Regions from separate parts of the Mus musculus genome. Here region 1 is linked to region 2. The links are chromatin contacts, called in public Micro-C maps. All regions are on one chromosome and are shown on one strand. Each heading gives the region's core, a stretch centred on a gene start, on an enhancer-like site or on the middle of the called end of the contact. The rest is flanking DNA. Distances are from core to core; before and after follow the strand shown. Region 1 has its middle 110 kb from the start of Immp2l. Region 2 overlaps Dock4 (dedicator of cytokinesis 4).

What was found. A called contact is a pair of places that touch in the nucleus more often than the background predicts.
Region 1: a contact with region 2 is called in a Micro-C map of embryonic stem cells, with 2.3 times the contacts expected there. The contact joins two enhancer-like sites. A contact is called at or near these places in 2 of 15 datasets of contacts at CTCF or cohesin (embryonic stem cells and large pre-B cells), 29 of 484 Hi-C or Micro-C datasets (B cells, the HL-1 cell line, the N1E-115 cell line and 4 more) and 8 of 115 datasets of contacts at active chromatin or transcription factors (embryonic stem cells, expanded potential stem cells, neural progenitor cells and 1 more).

What each region holds. Positions count from the first base shown.
Region 1 is chr12:40,914,941-40,919,294 of GRCm38.p6, forward strand. It overlaps the pseudogene Gm18246. Among named protein-coding and RNA genes, the nearest start is that of Immp2l, 110 kb to the right of the region's middle. Within about 2 kb of position 2,646, at least 36 of the 459 cell types and tissues checked have an H3K27ac peak or open chromatin away from gene starts, as enhancers often do. A contact at or near this core is called in embryonic stem cells, where this site is marked.
Region 2 is chr12:40,835,415-40,840,271 of GRCm38.p6, forward strand. Dock4 (dedicator of cytokinesis 4) reads left to right here. Exons shown (of 53, transcript NM_172803.2): 50 at 1,216-1,288; 51 at 3,027-3,140. Among named protein-coding and RNA genes, the nearest start is that of Immp2l, 190 kb to the right of the region's middle. Within about 2 kb of position 1,652, at least 38 of the 459 cell types and tissues checked have an H3K27ac peak or open chromatin away from gene starts, as enhancers often do. A contact at or near this core is called in embryonic stem cells, where this site is marked.

The DNA.
Region 1 (4,354 bases), core at 1,396-3,895, 81 kb after region 2:
CCTGTTCACTGACTGTGGAATAATAGTGAAAGGACGAAATTGGAGTCAAAAGAATAAGAGACAGTAGGAGAATTCATTTTTTAAAATATAAAGCTCTTGAAATCCTCCTTTATATACTTTGTCTACCTGCTTAAAAAAACAAAACCCTCTGTAGATGAGAGTTATCTACCATGCTAGCCACTAAGCACACATGGCTCCTTATACTAAGTTAAATTAAGTTATAACTTAGTTTTTGAGTCACCCTAGCCACATTTTGAGTGCCCGATTGCCCTATGTGTTTAGTGACTAACAATAGTAAGCATCAAGAATGTAGTCCGTCATTGTGGAAAGGTATTGGGTAGCACTAGTTTTGAGCTCAAAGTATCAACATGTTAAGCTCCTTCTAGAAGAAATTCACATGAAAACATCTGAGCCCACTTCTAGTGATCATTCTAAAGGTGCAGTTTCCATTTGGGAATTAAGTTACAATCTCATATCAATTGCCAGTAGTTCTGACTAACCTTAACAACCATATTATGTTTCCAAAGTCATACTTTGAATTAGCAAGTTATCAGTGGGCAAGATTATCTTGTTATACAGTGGCTTTTAGTTTTTGCTGATCACATTGTATCTTAGTCAGGGTTTCTATTTCTGTACAAACATCATGACCAAGAAGCAAGTTGGGGAGGAAAGGGTTTATTCAGCTTACACTTCTGTTATACTGCTGCTCATCACCAAAGGAAGTCAGGACTGGAACTCAAGCAGGGCAGGAAGCAGGAGCTGATGCAGAGGCCATGGAGGGATGTTACTTACTGGCTTGCTTCCCCTGGCTTGCTCAGCCTGCTCTCTTATAGAACCAAGACTACCAGCCCAGAGATGGCACCACCCACAAGGGTACCTCCCCCCTTGATCACTAATTGAGAAAATGCCTTACAACTGGATCTCATAGAGGCATTTCCCCAACTGAAGCTCCTTTTTCTGTGTTAACTCCAGCCTGTGTCAAGTTGACACAAAACTAGCCAGTACACATTGACTCTGATTTTGACACATCAAACTATTTGATAAAAGTAATCATGTTTTGGCATATTTCATTATAATTAATTTAGTTGTATATAGAAATTAAAATAATATCTACAAGGACAAATGTCTTGCTTAGAAACCTTAAAAACACATGCCCTCCCTGGAAGTGTAGGGTGAAGGCTGTAACTCAGTGGGAAAGTGTTTGCCTAGCATTTATGAAGCCTGGATTCAATTAACAACCACCACCACCACCAACAACAACCACCACACACACACACACACACACACACACACACACACACACTATGCTGGTTTTTGTTGTTGTTCAACTGGACTCAGTCTAGAATCAATGAAGGAAAGGGACCCTCAGACTGCCCAGTGAGCAAGTCTGTGGTGGCATTTTCTTGGTTGCTGATTGATGTGGAAAGGCCTGGCCCATTGTGGGTGGTGCCATCCCTAGGCACCTGGGTTTAGGCTGTAGAAGAAAACATTCCTCCATAGTCTCTGCCTCTATTCCTGCACTGAGCTCCTACCCTGACTTCCCTCAAGAAAGGATCATCTTCTGGGAGTTAAAAGATTAAATAAACCCTTTCCTCCTCTAAGCTGTTTCTGGTCAGTGTACATCAGAGAAGCAAACTAGGATACAAACATGATGCATTATTGCCTTTATAATACTGGTTTGGAATGTAGCTTAGTGGTACATTATGTTCTTAGCATATACAAACACCCAGATCTAACCCTCAGCAACACACACACACAAGCACACACCACACACACTTCATCTCGCCACCCTAGAGAACTAGTAATTTAAATAAAGAGGTGTTCCCCAAAGTGGATACCAGGCTCTTTGAGAAAGACTGAGAAGAAATAAGGAGACACATTGTCATTTTACATACTTTCTCTCTTGGTATCAATACAAAGACGTAAGTGTGGAACAGGAAACAGTAATGCAAAGGCCTCATGTTGAAGGGGTTAAAAGATCATTTGGCTATATTTGTCCATGTCTTGGTCATTACAGGCTAGGAGGTGGGTCTGGGGTCATTAATATGCTAAGGATCTCCTATGCCTCATCTCATTCCTCTCTACCTACCTTTGATGCAAGTGTTACTCTGATTGTCTTATTTTCTATATTGTACCTAATGAGACTGGCTCATTTAAGGAGTCCAGACTTACATGTCTACTAAATAAGGGATACTGGATCCCAGGTTAGAAATAAAGTCTAAAGTCAGAGGTAGGACCCTGGAACATTAGGCAAATGCCTGCCGGGCCTTTGTAAGGAATTATAAGTACATTAGAATATGACTCTGATGACTCTATTTAGGCAGTCTTCAGGTTTGCTTAAGAATATTTATTTATGTCGACAGGGGCTGAAGGGCTGCGGCTGAAGGGCTGAGGAGCTTGGAGCAGCCTAATCACTGAACCCTGTGGCTGGGGAGACACCCTTCTGATTTGCTCCACATCCCGTGTGCTTCCCTCAGGATCACAAATTCTTCGAGGATGGGGATATGCAGCGGCGCTTGTGCTTACAGGCCATGCTCACTCAAGTGTCCGAGATGCTGGAAAAGTCCACGGTGCCAGAGTTCACCTGTCAGGTGGCTGGCTGTTGCCAAGGTTTTGCCTCCTTAGTGGACTACCAGCACCACTACCACATGATGCAAAGAAGCACCTGCTCTTTCTGCAGCTGTGCCTTCCCCTCTGGGCATTTGCTGGGTGTGTACTTCCTGGAATGACAGAACTCTTTGTTTTAGATCCTGGCCCAGAGGCAAGACATGTAAGGGGGGGAGGGGCCTCAGGTGAAAACTGCCCAGAGAAGTGCAAGACCAGCCAAGACCAGATCACATGGTAAGGCTACACATGTACCCTGCGGATATCTGATTTGATAAACTCAAGACAAAGGGAGGCCCAGCCATGCCAGCTCTTGCAGATGCAGCAGCCAGAGCCTTGAAAAACGAGTGATGCCATGAAGATCTGCTCTGAACTGCTGCCCCTGGAGGAGGACCTACAGCCACAGAATATCTTCTACTATCTGTTTTTGCAGCCAGAGGATTTAAAAGCACCAAGAAAAAACAAAAACAAACACCACTGATGGATTCTAGCTAGGAAAGCCAGACAGATTTTCAGGGAGTTCTGGGCCGTAGCCTTTCTCTTGCTTCTGGACCAATGTCCTGAGCTGAACCCCTGCCACCTCCTTATTTCCATCTCTGGTCACTTGAAGCAACCAGTGTGTAGAAACCCAGAATCTGCAGATTCCAGAAATAACCAGGACACACTGAGGGAGAGAAATGGAGAGACTACCTACTTGCTCTGCAGTGGCTACTCTAAGAATGTCACTATTAAGCATATGTAATGAATTCATTTTCACTAAAAAAAAGAATATTTATTTACTAACAGTAGATGTACATGTGTTCATCCGTAGTAATATCTAATTGGTTATAGTGATATGTGGCCTGGAGAAGTGGCCTAGTGGTTAAGAGCTCTGGCTGCTTTTCCAAAGGATCCAAGTTCAAGTCCTAGCACCCACATGACAGCTCATAACTCCAGTTCCAGGAGATCTATTGTCCTCCTGTGCCCTCAGTGGTCACCAATTACATATGTGCTGCACATATATACATGCAGGCAAAGCATCCATAAATCTAAAACAATAAAATAACTTTTTTAAACTGTGTGTGTCTCTGTGTGTATTAGGGATTTCACACAAGACCTTGTACATGCTCAGCCAATACTACACTATTAAGCTATATACTGATGATTATTAATAGTCTGCCAGAAGAGTTTAAAAGTTACTTTTCTTAGACATACTTATTGCCATTTCCCTCTTGCAGTGTCTTAACCCGAGGTTGGTAACTCAATCAGATCTTATTTATTCTGGGAGCTGTGAAAACATCCACTTCTGGGCTCAGTTGTGCAGCTTTCATACGGGGCCCTGGTACTGAAAGGAGGGAAGCTGAATAGGGAAGAATACAAATGAAGACCATAGGCCACTGAGTCCCATCTCAAATCAGGATCATTGACTTCTGCAATCCATTCTTGTTACCACCACCCTATTTTTGTCTAACGCATAAGCAATAGCTAACCCTGTTTCCACAATAGTCTTTCTCTGTATGGTCCTGAGTGGCTCCCTGATTCTGGGCTTTGGGGGTAACAATGAGATGGTCTAGACAACTGGAACCAAGCTTAGAGCAGTCAACCAAGCAAGGTCATCCCAGCTTCTTTTCCTGGGGTTATCTCAGGAACAGGTCTCTTGGCAAAAGATTTAGAAAGCAGCCTCTCTGCTGGGACCATCTGGGAGGTAGTTTCCTTTGCTCCAAGAAGGGGAAGTCATACAGAGGGGACTTGGTTGTGTGAGGAAGTGACA
Region 2 (4,857 bases), core at 402-2,901:
GGGAAGAGCTGCAGCTGACTCCTTTCCCCAAGAATGTAGGTGCAATCTGTTTGCCTTTGCCATTGATCTTCCATGGATTACCAGGAAAGGGGCTGTGTCCTGGAGATGTCATACGAGCTAGGGAATGTGGTTCCGCCGGTCACTCAAACCTCGCTTTCAAAAACCTGAGTGAGCATGGGCCACAGGCCCAGTCCAGGGGCAACGTATGTGCATTGGAGGGTGGGTACGAAGTTGAAGATTCGTGTTGTATCCCTGAGTTTTTTTCACAGTTTATTTGGGACTAATTTTAAGAGCAGAGAAAACTCCTTGTTTCTGCTCCAGCTAATTTCTCTGTTTTTCTACACCATCCTGGCAGAAGTCTGTAGCTGCATCTGGAATTGGATGAGAGCGAGTGGGATTTGGCTTGATTGGTTTATCTTTGCTGATTGTGTGATCTTCCCGAAAGGCCCAGGATACCTCCTCTGCGCAGCACTGATGTCTTGCAGAAATGATTTCTGAGTGCGTTTGCCTGAACCAGCTAACCAATTTTATTTCCCGTTGTCACTGGCATTGCAAGGGGATTTCAGTTTGTTTCATCTGCTCTAAGAGATCATGTGCCAGCATGGGAAACTCTGAAAGGCTTCCTTGATTAGTCCTGAGTTATCTGTCTTGGGTAAAATTTGAATCAGTATATATGTTACCAAAATTATAATAATGTATAATGCTGTAGGTTTCCACTTTTTCTTTTCATGAGTTAGGTAGAGCTATGTAATATTGGTAATTTTGTAGGTTAAAATTATAGAATATTCATTAGCTCATTTTTGTCTATTATAGTATTTGAACTATAAGTTTGTCTATATAGTAGGTTTTTAAATTAATATTTCTCCTTTCATTCTTATTCATGTCATACTGCCAGTCTAGCAGTATACACTTGTAAAGAACATCATACCTAGCGAATTCTTACTATTAATTTTCCCTATGTTTATTATGAGTAATTATTTACCATTTATATTTAATGTAAAACACCATTTCTTATTATGTTTCTTTCAGAAAACCTAAGACTCTGTTTCCCCTTTTCTCCTTAAATAGAGTTTAATTATTTGTTCCTAGGCTCATTATACCATATAGAAAATGTTTTGAGCAAAGAGTTTCATAAGGAGATAACCATCTCATTTTCTAAAAGGCATCCTACCTCAGCATATTATATCATAAAAATGGACTCTTCTCCCTTTCCAGAGGATGCTGTTTAATCATATTGGAGATGGGGCCTTGCCTCGAAGTGACCCCAACCTTTCTGCACCTGAGAAAGGTGGGTACCAGTCATCCACCCCTTGTAGGTCCTAGAATGTGTCAGGGTTTGTTGTGTCCTCATTTCCCCCAGTCTTCTGTGTGCCGTGTGGCAGGTAGAGCTCTAGACTGTTAATGATCAGGGTGAGTGTGATCTTTAGGCAATTAGTGAAAGGCAGTTTATCATGATCCATTCTCCATAAACTCCTAAGCTCTGAGCAAATTAGAAGCTCCTTTGTGTAATGGCTTTCTGTTGTTCAGCGAGCCCAGGCCAAGCCTGCTCTCCCTGAAGCAAAGTTGCCAATTAAGCCACTAGTTCACACAATGAAAGTAGCTACTCCTCAGATTGATTCCACAGACCCCATCCATTGTCTCCTTCACAAAGCTCATATTCAGCCAGCTCAACTGTTGTTGGTGGTCACTCACACAGGCTCTTGTACCATTAAATGCCATGCAAGCATTGCGATCAGACGCATAATGGAGTGGGGCCCGCCTCAAGGTCAAGCACACACAAATAAGATGCACACACCAAATGCATGCATAGAGCTAAGAAGCCAATTAGCAACACACAGACCAGGAAGAGCAGATTAAATGTCGCTTCCTCCACTGTGGGTGCAGGGACTTGCAAAGTCACCCGTTTGCCTCTCAGGGTCAGGCCTCAAAAATAGCAGTCTCGCAGGCTAATGAATCAAGACTCACTAATGAAATGTCCCAGTAAAGTGCACTTTAATTGCCCCCATTAAGAACTAGGCTGTATTACCATTTTGGTACACTGATAGATTAACATTAAAACTTCCCAAAGGGAGATGAAAATTAGTGAGGGCCTAGCCAAAATTATTTTAAAGCATGGAATTAGCTTTAATGTTGTAAGTCAAGCATTGATCTTCACCAGGAGAAACTAGGGATGTGCTGTTATTTTTACCAACTTTACTAAAGAAAACTACCCAGCAAATATAAAAGAAATAGAGAAAAAAAAATAATGTTTAAAATATTTCCACCCCATTAAATCAAAGCAGTAACTTGGAGGAATAAAACGTGGCAATTCTCACTGCGTCCGTCAGATGGCAGTATCTGCACGGGAAGCAAGCGGGAACGCTGGTTTTACTATTAGAAACTTCATTGTGGAGTGTTTCATAACCTTGTGTGTCCTGCCCTGCTTCCTAGCAGAGCTGTCTATATTCCTACACCGTGATGCCTGGAGCAGATGGATTGCAAAGTAACAATGACGTTATCAGCAGTCCAAGTGGTTTTCTCAGGACTTACTTAGTGTAATCTGTCCATTTGGAACTCATCCTTTCCTGACAGGACTGGTCAGTGTGGCACCCTCAACCCTGTCCTTGGTACTTCTGCCACACAGTTGAAATAAGAGAGTGCCCTTTGCCTCATCACCTCCTTTAGATGGCCATTTGTTCAGACATTTCTACAAATAGGCTGATGACTATATTTTCCATCTATTTCTCAGCATCTAAACACATTTGGAATTCTCAGCAGGTTGCTACTCCCTGGCATAGAGATTTGCAGTTCTGTTTGACAGCTTGAGGGAAATAAAGAGACCTGCTGTTACTCAATTAAATGTCAGCTCTGTTAGGTAACCAATTAGAGAGAGGTTTAATATTGGGGAAGTGTCCTGCTTGGTTACTGCTTAAGGTTTTGTGGTCTTTTTGACTACGTTCTGGATAATTCTGCCAGACTCCTAAGATCTCAAGCATTTGAAAGGCAAAGCTGGCTCTTGTGTGTTTAGCTGTGTTATTCCCTTCCAGCTGTGAATCCCACCCCTAGCAGCTGGAGCCTGGACAGTGGGAAAGAAGCCAAGAACATGTCGGACAGTGGGAAACTTATCTCTCCCCCTGTCCCTCCAAGGCCCACACAGACTGGTGGGTATTTGAAGCATTTGAATAATCACTTTCATATAATAAGTATATTGAGCATTTCAGTTTGCTAGCAACATCATTTGCCTCTAGTTGGCTCCTCCTTTCCCTGTTCTTCTGCCATACAGTCAGACAACAGTCCCTTCTAATAAGCCCCTCGGAAGAATTTGAGCATGCCATCTTCTTCCTGGCTCCATGTTCAACCCTTGTTGCTTGATGGGCCACTGGCCTCTGCCCTTCGCTTGCACTGATCTCTGCTAACTCGGCCGCTTTCTATAATCTTCCCCGATGACATCAATGTTTCAGCTGACTCGAGAGCCAACCCTCAGTGGCTTTGAGGAGCCTCTGACACCTTGAGTTATCTGCTGCTCTCAGAGCTCTGTTTCCGGCAGTGGTGTTGCTCAAAGGGCTAAAGCGTGGACCTGCATCTCTTGTAACTGTGGCTCACGAAGCACATCCTAACGTACGTCTAGCCTCAGGTCTTCTGAGCCAGTAGATTATGTTCCTGAAATGAGGCTGGGGCCAGCATTTTACCAGGCCATTTGTGGGCTGCTTCTGCTCACTAACATCTGAGTGCTGAAAATGGTTGGGAAACTTCCAGCCTGGCCCTGGGTCCCCAGAGAATCACAGACAGAAGCAGAGCTGGCTTTCATGAGCTTCTGTTGGGAAAAGGCCAACTTTCCCTCTGAACATACACCACTTGCTTGGTGACTTGCATGCGGAGCAGTTTTAAGAGAAGCTTGAACTGACTGCCTTTTCCAGTAACCAGATCTTGTCAGCACTTTCCTACATCGCTGGAGCTTTCCAGGTATAGCCGGCCTAAGAACCAAAGAAAATGTGGTACCATTTCCTCAGCAGAGTGCCCTAGTCTGAGCACTCGGTGTCACTTGCTACATCGTAGCTTCTCATCCTTTGAATAGTTTCTGCAGGGTCAGAATGAGGGATGAATTTAATCCTCTTGATCGGTATTAGTATATCGGTCTGATTGTAGAAATGAGGGCCCATCAGCCAAATCATTTGTATTTCTTTGCTGATCCATGTACATTCAGACAGTCTCGTTATTTAAAGGCTTGGTTGTGCCCGTGAATATGGGAACTTGAAAGGTATTTTTAAGGGAAAATAAGATTGATAGTTCTTACAAAGGAATAAATATTATCAGTGCTAGCTGGGCGTCTGAGACAAAAAGAAGCTGGTGGGTCTATTTTAGGCTTATAGAAAGTACATTTCCAGAAAAATAGCTCGGAGAAAGAGCACTAGGTGCCAGGCCTGCACCATGTCTAAGACCAAGTCAAGTACACAGGAGGCCTTGACCTCAGTGACAGTAGTGGCAGATGTGGCCGATTTCTCTGTACATATGTGGTTTTCTTCCTAGTCAGCACTCACAACGTGTGGGAACAGAAGTAGGAGCTGGCTTGTGTAGATGAGACCTCCCAACCCCGCAGTGTGATAATGGACCACCCTCTGTGGTCTCTTAGGGCTCAGCACAGCTGGGCAACCCTTCTCCTCCCACATAGATTGGTAGGGCTGCTGTCCCTTCTGTACTGATTGCTTTCATGGTCTGTCCTGATGTCATCATCTGTGGTCAGTGTTGTGGGGCTGTGCAACTGTCTGTCTTTCTTCCTTTCAGCCTTTCGGTAGGTTTTTATGAGTTCTAGACCTCAGTGTGATGGCTGGAAGAGTGGCAGGAAATCACAGAGGGACAGAGCTCACATTCGCCAAAATC